Linked DNA regions of Sus scrofa: region 2 is linked to region 1. The links are chromatin contacts, called in public HiChIP or PLAC-seq maps. All regions are on one chromosome and are shown on one strand. Each heading gives the region's core, a stretch centred on a gene start, on an enhancer-like site or on the middle of the called end of the contact. The rest is flanking DNA. Distances are from core to core; before and after follow the strand shown.

Region 1 (4,393 bases), core at 1,656-4,155:
ACTAACATCAAACTAAGTCTCTGGTGATGTGGCATAAGCCACTCCATTTTAGGCCTGTTGTTCTGTTTTTAAGAAAAGGAACATGCTACCTCAATGAATTCTATAACTCTCAGATATCCAAGTAATCTTCCTGACATCAATCACTGTGTCCCATCTACTAAGCAGTGTAACGTATGGGGGACATATTGGTCTATTCATTTATAAATGAATTGTCACCTGAGAACTGAGCAGATCCACCATGACCAAGTGAACCACCAGTCAGCTGATGTCTGGTGAGGAAAGAGGACTTCTTGGAAAGAAGACTGGACCAGTGGAGTTCAGTGAGGCAAGGCCTGGGCATGGGTCACAGCCTGAATGCTTCATTAGTGATGTCATAGTGTGGAACCTGAAATATATTTTGGAAGGATTTTACTAGGGGTTGGAGTTCTGGCTTGAGCAAATAGGTTCATTTAACTATCAAGATTTAGATGTTGGACGTCCCTTCATGGCTCAGCAGTTAATGAACCCAACTAGGATCCATGAGGATGTGGGTTTGATCTCTGGCTTCAGTGTGTTGAGGATCTGGTGTTACCATGGGCTGGAGTGTGGGTTGGAACTGGGCTTGGATTCCATGTTGCTGTGGTTGTGGTGTTGGCCTTCAGCTATAGCTCCAATTTGACCCCTAGCCTGGGAATCTCCATGTGTTGCAGGTTCGGCCCTAAAATAAAAAAAAAAATAAAAAAAAATAAAAAAATTTAGATGTTGGAGTTCCCTGGTGGCTCAGGGGGTTAAGGATCCAGCACTGTCACTGCTGTGGCTCTGGTTACTGCTCTGGCGAGGGTTCGATTCCTGGCCTGGAAACTTCCACATGCCATGGGATTGGCCCAAAAGAAAAAAGATTCAGATGTTATTAGCCTCAAGCTGGTGAAGCTTTAGGGAAATAAGATTATCCATGATATTGATTTCCTTTTCTTTTTTTTCTTTTTTTGAAATTTATCTGGGTGTGTTACTTTTTTTTTTTTTAGCAAATATGATTACAGATTTGATAGTTATAAAACTTTTATTCATTCATTCATTCATTCATTCATTCAATAAGTAGTCCCTGAACAACCACTGTGCACTTGGAAAAACAAAACAGCCTCTGCCTTCCTAGGAAATAGTGTGGTAAATAAGGGTTGTTAGGTAAGGTCTGTTATGCAGAGATTTATTCTCCTCTTCTGAACCAAGGGAGGGAAAAGCCTTTACAAGTGGAAATTCACGTCACCTTCACAAAATAAAATTTATGCCCTGCTTTTAGGCAGAAAGGAGGCAGGCAAAAATTCCTCGAGTGTCTGTTGTTTCTCAATTACTGCTAGTTCAAAATAATCTTTAATGCTAAAGTGGCATATTTTGATCCCCTTCAATGTTGACCGTGGATTTCCTTTTTGCAGCTTTTAGTTGACTAGTTATTGCAATGACTCCTGTTTCTTTCTCTGCTGTTAGGTGACCAGCTCCTTAAGAAAAAGACCCATCTTACTCACCTGCAAAACCCCAGGATGTAGTAGGCATTAGGGGAACCTGTTGTCCTTCTCCAATTAGCCAGCCCATAATTGCAATGAACCTGTCAACCAAACACTCAACTTGGTAGAATTATTTTACAACCAGATTAACGAGCTTTATGACTAGTTGTATAGGGTCTTTCTGCCAACTATTGGGGTTGTGCGCAAGTCCTTGCTTCCATGTTCAGTATAGGATGCATTCAAGATAAGGCAAGTGCTATCATTCCCAAGATAGTCTCTATTAATTTGTTGAAAGATGAATCTACTTTTCCTTGCTGATTGGCTTCTTTGCACTTAGAAAACTCCAGAAGAATTTGCTTTTAAGGGCCGCACCTGCAGCATATAGAAATTCCCAAGCCAGGGGTCTAATCAGAGCTGCAGCTGCAGGCCTACGCCACAGTCACAGCAGCCTGGGATCTGAGCTGCATCTGTGACCTACACCACAACTCACTGCAACACCAGATTCTTAACCCACTGAGCGAGGCCATGGGTAGAACCTGAATCCTCATGGATACTAGTGGGGTTCTTAACCTGCTGAGCCACAAGGGGAACTCTTCCAGTAGAATTCTGATCCAAGATCAAAAGGTTTTGTTTTTCTTTTTAAGGCAGCACCTGCAGTATATGGAACCTTCTGGGCCAGGGGGGTTGAAATGGAGTTGCAGCTGCAGGCATACTCTAGAGCAACACTGGATCCCAGCTGCATCTGAGATCTATGCCACAGCTTGCCTCCAACACCTGATCCTTAACCCATTGAGTGAGGCCAGGGATTGAACCCCCATTCCCACGGAAATTATGTCGTCTTCTTAACCTGCTAAGCCACAATGGAAATTCCCAAAGTTTCTTTTTTTTTTTTTTTAAGTAAAATTTTCCCCCTAGTTGTCAGTCCTTTAATATGCAACCACAAATAGCTGCTTTCCATTTAATTTCTAGGCATGAAACCAGGGTTAAAAATTTGAGACACTGCTACAACTTGGCTTTTTTTTTCCTTTTGGCCGCACCCCAGGCACATGGAGGTTTCTGCACCAGGGATCAAACCAGCGATCCAGATGTGACCTGCAACAAGGTCAGATCCTTAACCCCCTACGCCACAAGGGAACTTTGGCTTTTTTTTTTTTCCTTTAGTGCAAAGTAAAGATCTAATTATACAAACTGACAAGGTCTCATTCCTGCACATCTCGCTCTTTCCAAGTATTTTATAAGCAGAACGCTGTGTTTTGAAAGCTCTTTGCAAAACCAAACACATGGATTCTCAGGAGAACCCAGACCAGGGAGTTCCTTCTTTAAGGGCCCAATCTCACCCCCTCCGCACGGGAAGGAAAGGCCGGGCACTGGGAAGAACTGAGCGCAGCGGAAGACCTTAGAGGTCCCCGGCGGGGGCGGGGCAAGGAGGGGGCGGAGCGTCGCCGGGCAGAGAGGAGCCCTCTTCTCTCCCTCGCGCAGTAGTTGCGGCTTCCCCCGCCTCCCTCGCTCGCGGGAATCCGGGTACCGCGGCCACATCGGGTCGGCCCCTTCCACTCCCTCCGGGCGCGCGGCCTGGGCATGCAGCTCCTGCGGGGATTGAAGATCTGGGGGCTCGGCGCCTCCGCAGGCCTGGTCGCCGCGGCCCGAGCCCCCGCCGCCTGCCGCGGCCACCGCCCCCCGCTCCGCCCCAGCGCGCCGCCGCCCGGCCCCCAGCCCCGCCCCGCCTCCCGCCTCCGCCCCGCGCCCAGTCCCTGGCCGCAGCGCCCGGCCGCTGTCGCCGGCTGCAGAGGCCTGCCGCCCGCTAGCGCCGCCACCATGGAGCACCCCGGAGCCGGTGAGCCCGGGCGGCCGAGCGGGCCGGGTGGGGCGACTGGAGCCTGGAGGCGTGGGCCCCGCTCGGCCTCGGGGAGGGCTTGGTCTCTCCCCCAGACCTTGCAGCGCGACCCTGAGCCTGCCCTGCTCCGGGGCTCCTCTCCCGGCTCAGCGCGGGACTCAGTGTAGCCTCGAGAAAGCCGTGCACTGGGGGTGTGATCAGTGCCTGCAAGCAAGGCTTTCAGTTAGTGCACGCACTGCTGCTGCCACAGAGGCCGGGGGTGTTTCACCTTTGAAACACCCTAAGTTTCGCACCCTAAATTTCGCTTTCGTTTTCCTTTCTGAGTTTGTGACCTTTCGGAAAGTTCATGCCAACGCACACCCACCGACAGTGTTTGTGTGGCCAGCAAAACCTAGAAAAACTCCACTTTTATACTTTATCAAAATTAAAGACCTGAACCACCACTTTTAGGATTTCCTGCTAGGATTTTATTCTAAGACCCCTTTAAACTGGCGCCAAATCTGCGGTAGGGCCGGGAATTAATTTCTAGTTTAAGTCAGCATTTCCTGTGAACTGAACTTTGTGGGTAGAGCGAGGGTTAGAGGCCGAACTTTTGGTGAAAGGGACCAACAAACCGGTTAGAGAAAAGGTGCTCTTCCGTGAGATTTTTGTAGTATAAACGCTTAAAAAGGTATAAAAGGCGTGAAAATGTTATACAATAGTTTACAAGAGTTAAGAGAATGGAAAAGCGAAGACCTTGTAGGTGGATGCTGAGAGCGGGAGTTTTGAGATGGATGCGGTTACCGAAGTGAACGCATAGGGGGTTGTCAAAGAGAAAGGTTTCACATCCCGGTGTCTTGAGTGCTTTTAGTGTATGGCCAACGTTCGAATCCTGATGATGTGCCTTTAAGATGTTTGTTTGTCTTCTTACATTTCATTTCGGATATTATTGGCTTATTTTGTGTATTTATAGTGATTTGGATTGTACTTTTGTTCTCTTTCTCGTTCATTTTTTAAACGATGTGGAAACCAAAACATGGAGGTCAGGTGACTTGTTGATTATCACCCAGCTCAATATTTCTCCAGATGTAAGATGTTTCTA
Region 2 (4,061 bases), core at 982-3,481, 56 kb before region 1:
ATCACAATCCAAGAATGCATTGCAATGCAGCCCCATCAGTGGCTGCAACAGCAATCCAATGATTTCTCAGAGCAAAGAGCCCTGCAAAGGCAAACTGAAGAGGATTAAGTGCTATTCGTTTTCCAGTAAAACCTGTTCAAAGCCTGAGAATTTTAAATCTCAGCTCCTAAGGCCAAGAAACTGACTCAGTTTCCCCCGAGTGATAAACCCAAGGGGAAACATAATAAAACATGGGTTAAAATTCTAGTTCTTAATAAAGTATTATAAATAGAGAATATAGAAATTATGGATTCCAGTGACAGAAGGAAAAATAAAGGGGAAAATGAAGGAACCGAGGAAGATAGAGGAATAAAGGGAAAACTGGTAAAGATTCACAAAAAAAAAAAAAAAAGCTTAAATAACAGTAAGAAGAACAGGACGCTTGACATACACATGCCATTAAAGATTCAGGATGTTCAAAAAACTGAGGAAAAGATGTGATTCAGAAAAGAGAAAATATAACCACAGCTCTACTAGTTTCTACCGTCGCTCACACCTCACCAGGGATCTTAAAAACGGGCAGCGGTGGTGATGCTGGGAAATGCAATTTAAGGCGTCCTAGGTCAGATACCCCTCCCCAAACTAAGAGATTCTAGGCGACAGCTCTTCTAACCTCACCAAAAAACCCTGACCCCAAGGGAGATGAGCGATCTTGGGTAGCATATTGACAGACGTTCCCCCGCAGACATCAGGGCTAACTGGGGGCATCGTCTCCGGCGGGGGATTTAGATGCCAATTCCAATCCCGCTCGCTCCGTTCTGCTCTCCTCCTGCTCCTTCCGCGGGCAGCTCATCTAAAAATGCCCCAACCCTCCGGACTCACATCTGGAGGAGAAAAATAAGCCATCGGTGGTGCGATGGCCTGGGTGCCAGCACTGCAAAGAGCAGAGAGCAAAACATGCGTCCCTCTCCGCATTCGCCGGGTCGCCTGCGAATTGCGGGACCTAACGAGCGCCGGCGGGGAACTCGCGCCACGAGTGCGGGAGACGCGCCGCCCTCGCCAGGCTCCCCGCAGCGCCCACGCACGCGGACGGCCCAGGGACGCGCGGCGTCCTCGCCCGCGTTTCCCCTTCCAAAATCATCCTCCTGAGGGAAGCCGCCGCCGCCGCCGCCGCCAGAGCCCCGGCGCTCATCACCAAGCGGTCGAAGGCGGGCGGCCGCTCCGAGCCGGGAGAGGCTCGCGCGCCGCGGCCCGCGCCTGGGATGGAGCCAGACCCCTCCAGCAGCCCGGGACGCGTGACCCCCGAGCCCACCGCACCCCGGCGTGGTCGGCGCAGTCTTCGCCTTACTCCTACCTCACCCGACTCCCGAGAAGGGGGAGGTGGGGGACCGCAGTGGAGCCGGGAAGCGGGGATCCGGCCTGGAGCAACAGGACCCGGTCCCTGAGGTGGGATTGGAGAAGAGGAGAGAGAAGGAGTCGCAGAAAACCCCAAAGCCGGCCGCCCTCCCCCTCCCGGCGGGGCCGTCCCGCCACAGTTTCCTGCCTGGGATCAGCTTCCCAGATGCAGCCAGAGGAAAAATCCGCGTCGCCCGGCAGCTCCGCAGCAACTAGACGCTCGGCTCGGACTCCTCCGCCCCGGCCCCGCCATCCCCCAGCTCCGCACGCCTCCTTACCCGGGCGCCGCACTCAGGAGCTCGCTTGCCGCGGAGATGCGTCCCGTTTCGGCCCCAGCCGCCAGCCCGCCGCGCCCGCCTCCTCCCTCCGCTGGGTTTCAAATTGAAATTCCCCGGCTGGGGCCGTCAGAGGACTCGGCTCTCCAGCCCCGCCCCCTCGCGGCGGAAGCCCCTCCCGCGCCCCCGCGAGACGCGCCCCCGGTGCGGAAACCCCCGCGGGCCGCGACACGCCCCCTGCGCCCAGGCCACGCCCCCGCGCCCCCTCGAGCGACCCTTCCCGAGGGATTCGCCGCGCGTAGTGGCCGGGCTCCCGGGGCTGGTAAGACGTGTCTCGCCCTCAGAGCTGCCCTGAATAGTGACTGCTCATGCCTGTGTGCAAGGCGTTCTTACCCGCGAATCCCGATCCTAAATCCTCTTTTATCAACTTTCAAAAGTTAGTTCTTCAAAATGAACTCATTGGCTAAATCTTTATTAAGCACCTATTCGGTGGCAGACCCCAGGCTAGGCCCCGGTGATACAGAAATCAGGAAAACTAGGTGCTCCTCAGTCTGGAGTGGAAAAAGTGCTTTCGCAGAGAGGGCAGTGAACTGGGAACCGTTTATTCTTCCTGTGGGAGGGCCGGGAGGGAATGGGGAAGCCCCCTGGAGGAGGGGCTTTTACGCTGAACCCAAAGAGTGGGTAGGAACTTCAGGCAGAGGCCTGGAAGCCTGGATTACAGAGCAGGATGTGGCTGAAGAAGAGGCTGGAAACCTAGCTTGAGGCCAATTGTGGAAAGACATGCACACACAAAAAGGCTACTTCCCCGTTCTTGGAGACCATTTTCTTCCAGATGCTACTTATTTCTTCTTTGCTGAACATCGGCATGTCAGATGGGTTGTCCAGGTCATTGCCTCCAGCATCGGCCACAAGGGCAGCTCTGGTCCTTTGCCTTCTCCCACCTCTACTGAGGTCTTTAGGGACTGCACCTTCGCCAAAGTCCTCGTTTCTTTCCTAAACAGAACCTTTTCTAACCTTTTCATTACATCAAAGAGAAAGAGTCCAGGAGATAAGTTATTGACTAAGGTCCTGCCAGTGTGTAATAAAAATAATAAAATCTGACATTTATTGTGTGCTTTATGTGCCAAGCATTATTCTCAGTCCCTCATATGAGTTAACTTAATTAATGCTCCCTCTGCTAAGTACCAAAGGAAAACTTAGTAAGTTGCACTAACTACGACAGAGAGGAAGGCTGACTAGAAAGCAGTTCTGATAAAGAAGACCTGGAATATTAGGGGACAATGCTATTATGAACTATTATGAACTTTCAGGCAGATTTACAATGAAATGAAGATCCTTCATTTTTACAGGCCTTGAAATTAACTCTATACTTGTAATTTTTTAAGGAACCCCTAAAGTTACATAAGATTTAAAGCCCCTAGAACCTTGATCTAACTCTGATGAAACCCCTTTAAAATGTTAGTGCAGTGTAATAACATTAATGTTAATTGACATTAAGATAAATAACATAATTTATAAAACATAATTCTCTTATCAAAGGAAAGTGTAGGAGCTCCCGCTGTGGCACAACAGGATTGGCAGCATCTTGGGAGTGCTGGGATGCGGATTCAATCCCCAGCCTGGCACAGTGGGTTAAAAATCCGGCATTACAGCACTGTGGCTTAGGTCACAACTGTGGCTGGAATCGACCCCTGGCCAGGGAGCTCCATATGCTGAAGGGTGGCCAAAAAATGAAAAGAGAAAAAAAAAAAAAAAAAAGGAAATTATATCCCTACTGTATCCTCTGCTGCAGTCTGTGTATCACTTCTGTACACTACCTTTTAAGAGGAACATTGACAAGCTGAATTATATGCATAGATGAGAGACCTTAATAATGTGGGAGCCAGCAAGACTTAGCCTAAAGAGATAAATGAGTCAAGGTGATGGAGGAGTTCCCGTCATGGTGAAGTGGAAACAAATCCAACTAAGAACCATGTGGTTGCGGGTTCTATCCCTGGCCTCGCTCAGTGGGTTAGGGATCAGGCATTGCTATGACCTGTGGTATAGGTTGAAGACGCGGCTCAGATCTGGTGTGGCTGTGGTGTAGGCCAGCAGCTACAGCTCTGATTGGACCCCTAGCCTGCAAACCTCCATATGCCGTGGGTGGGGCCCTCAAAAGACAAAAAGACCCCCCAAAAAAAAAAGTGATGGAAAGACTGCTATCAAATATCTAAATGTTTTCATGTGAAAGAATTAGACTCTGTTTTGGACACAGCCTTACTTGGCCTCAACAGAGTGTAGCAGATTCAGTGGAGACCTAGCAGGAACTAAAGGTAGGAAAATCAAATACTAGAAGCCATAAGGAAGTGAAGAGAACAGATGGAACATGGTACCATACAGATGTCAGCAAACAGCAGGTGGTAGTCCATGCAA

Evidence for each region. HiChIP or PLAC-seq counts read pairs in DNA pulled down with a chosen protein or histone mark.
Region 2: an H3K27ac HiChIP or PLAC-seq map of alveolar macrophages shows a contact between it and region 1. The contact joins the promoter of EPB41L2 here to the promoter of AKAP7 in region 1. A contact is called at or near these places in 2 of 47 Hi-C or Micro-C datasets (fetal heart ventricle and heart right ventricle) and 1 of 2 datasets of contacts at active chromatin or transcription factors (alveolar macrophages).

Annotation. Positions count from the first base shown.
Region 1 is chr1:32,360,665-32,365,057 of Sscrofa11.1, reverse strand. It overlaps AKAP7 (A-kinase anchor protein 7), which reads left to right and starts at 2,905. Exons shown (of 9, transcript XR_002342908.1): 1 at 2,905-3,312.
Region 2 is chr1:32,416,380-32,420,440 of Sscrofa11.1, reverse strand. It overlaps EPB41L2 (band 4.1-like protein 2), which reads right to left and starts at 2,231. Exons shown (of 18, transcript XM_021088293.1): 1 at 2,043-2,231.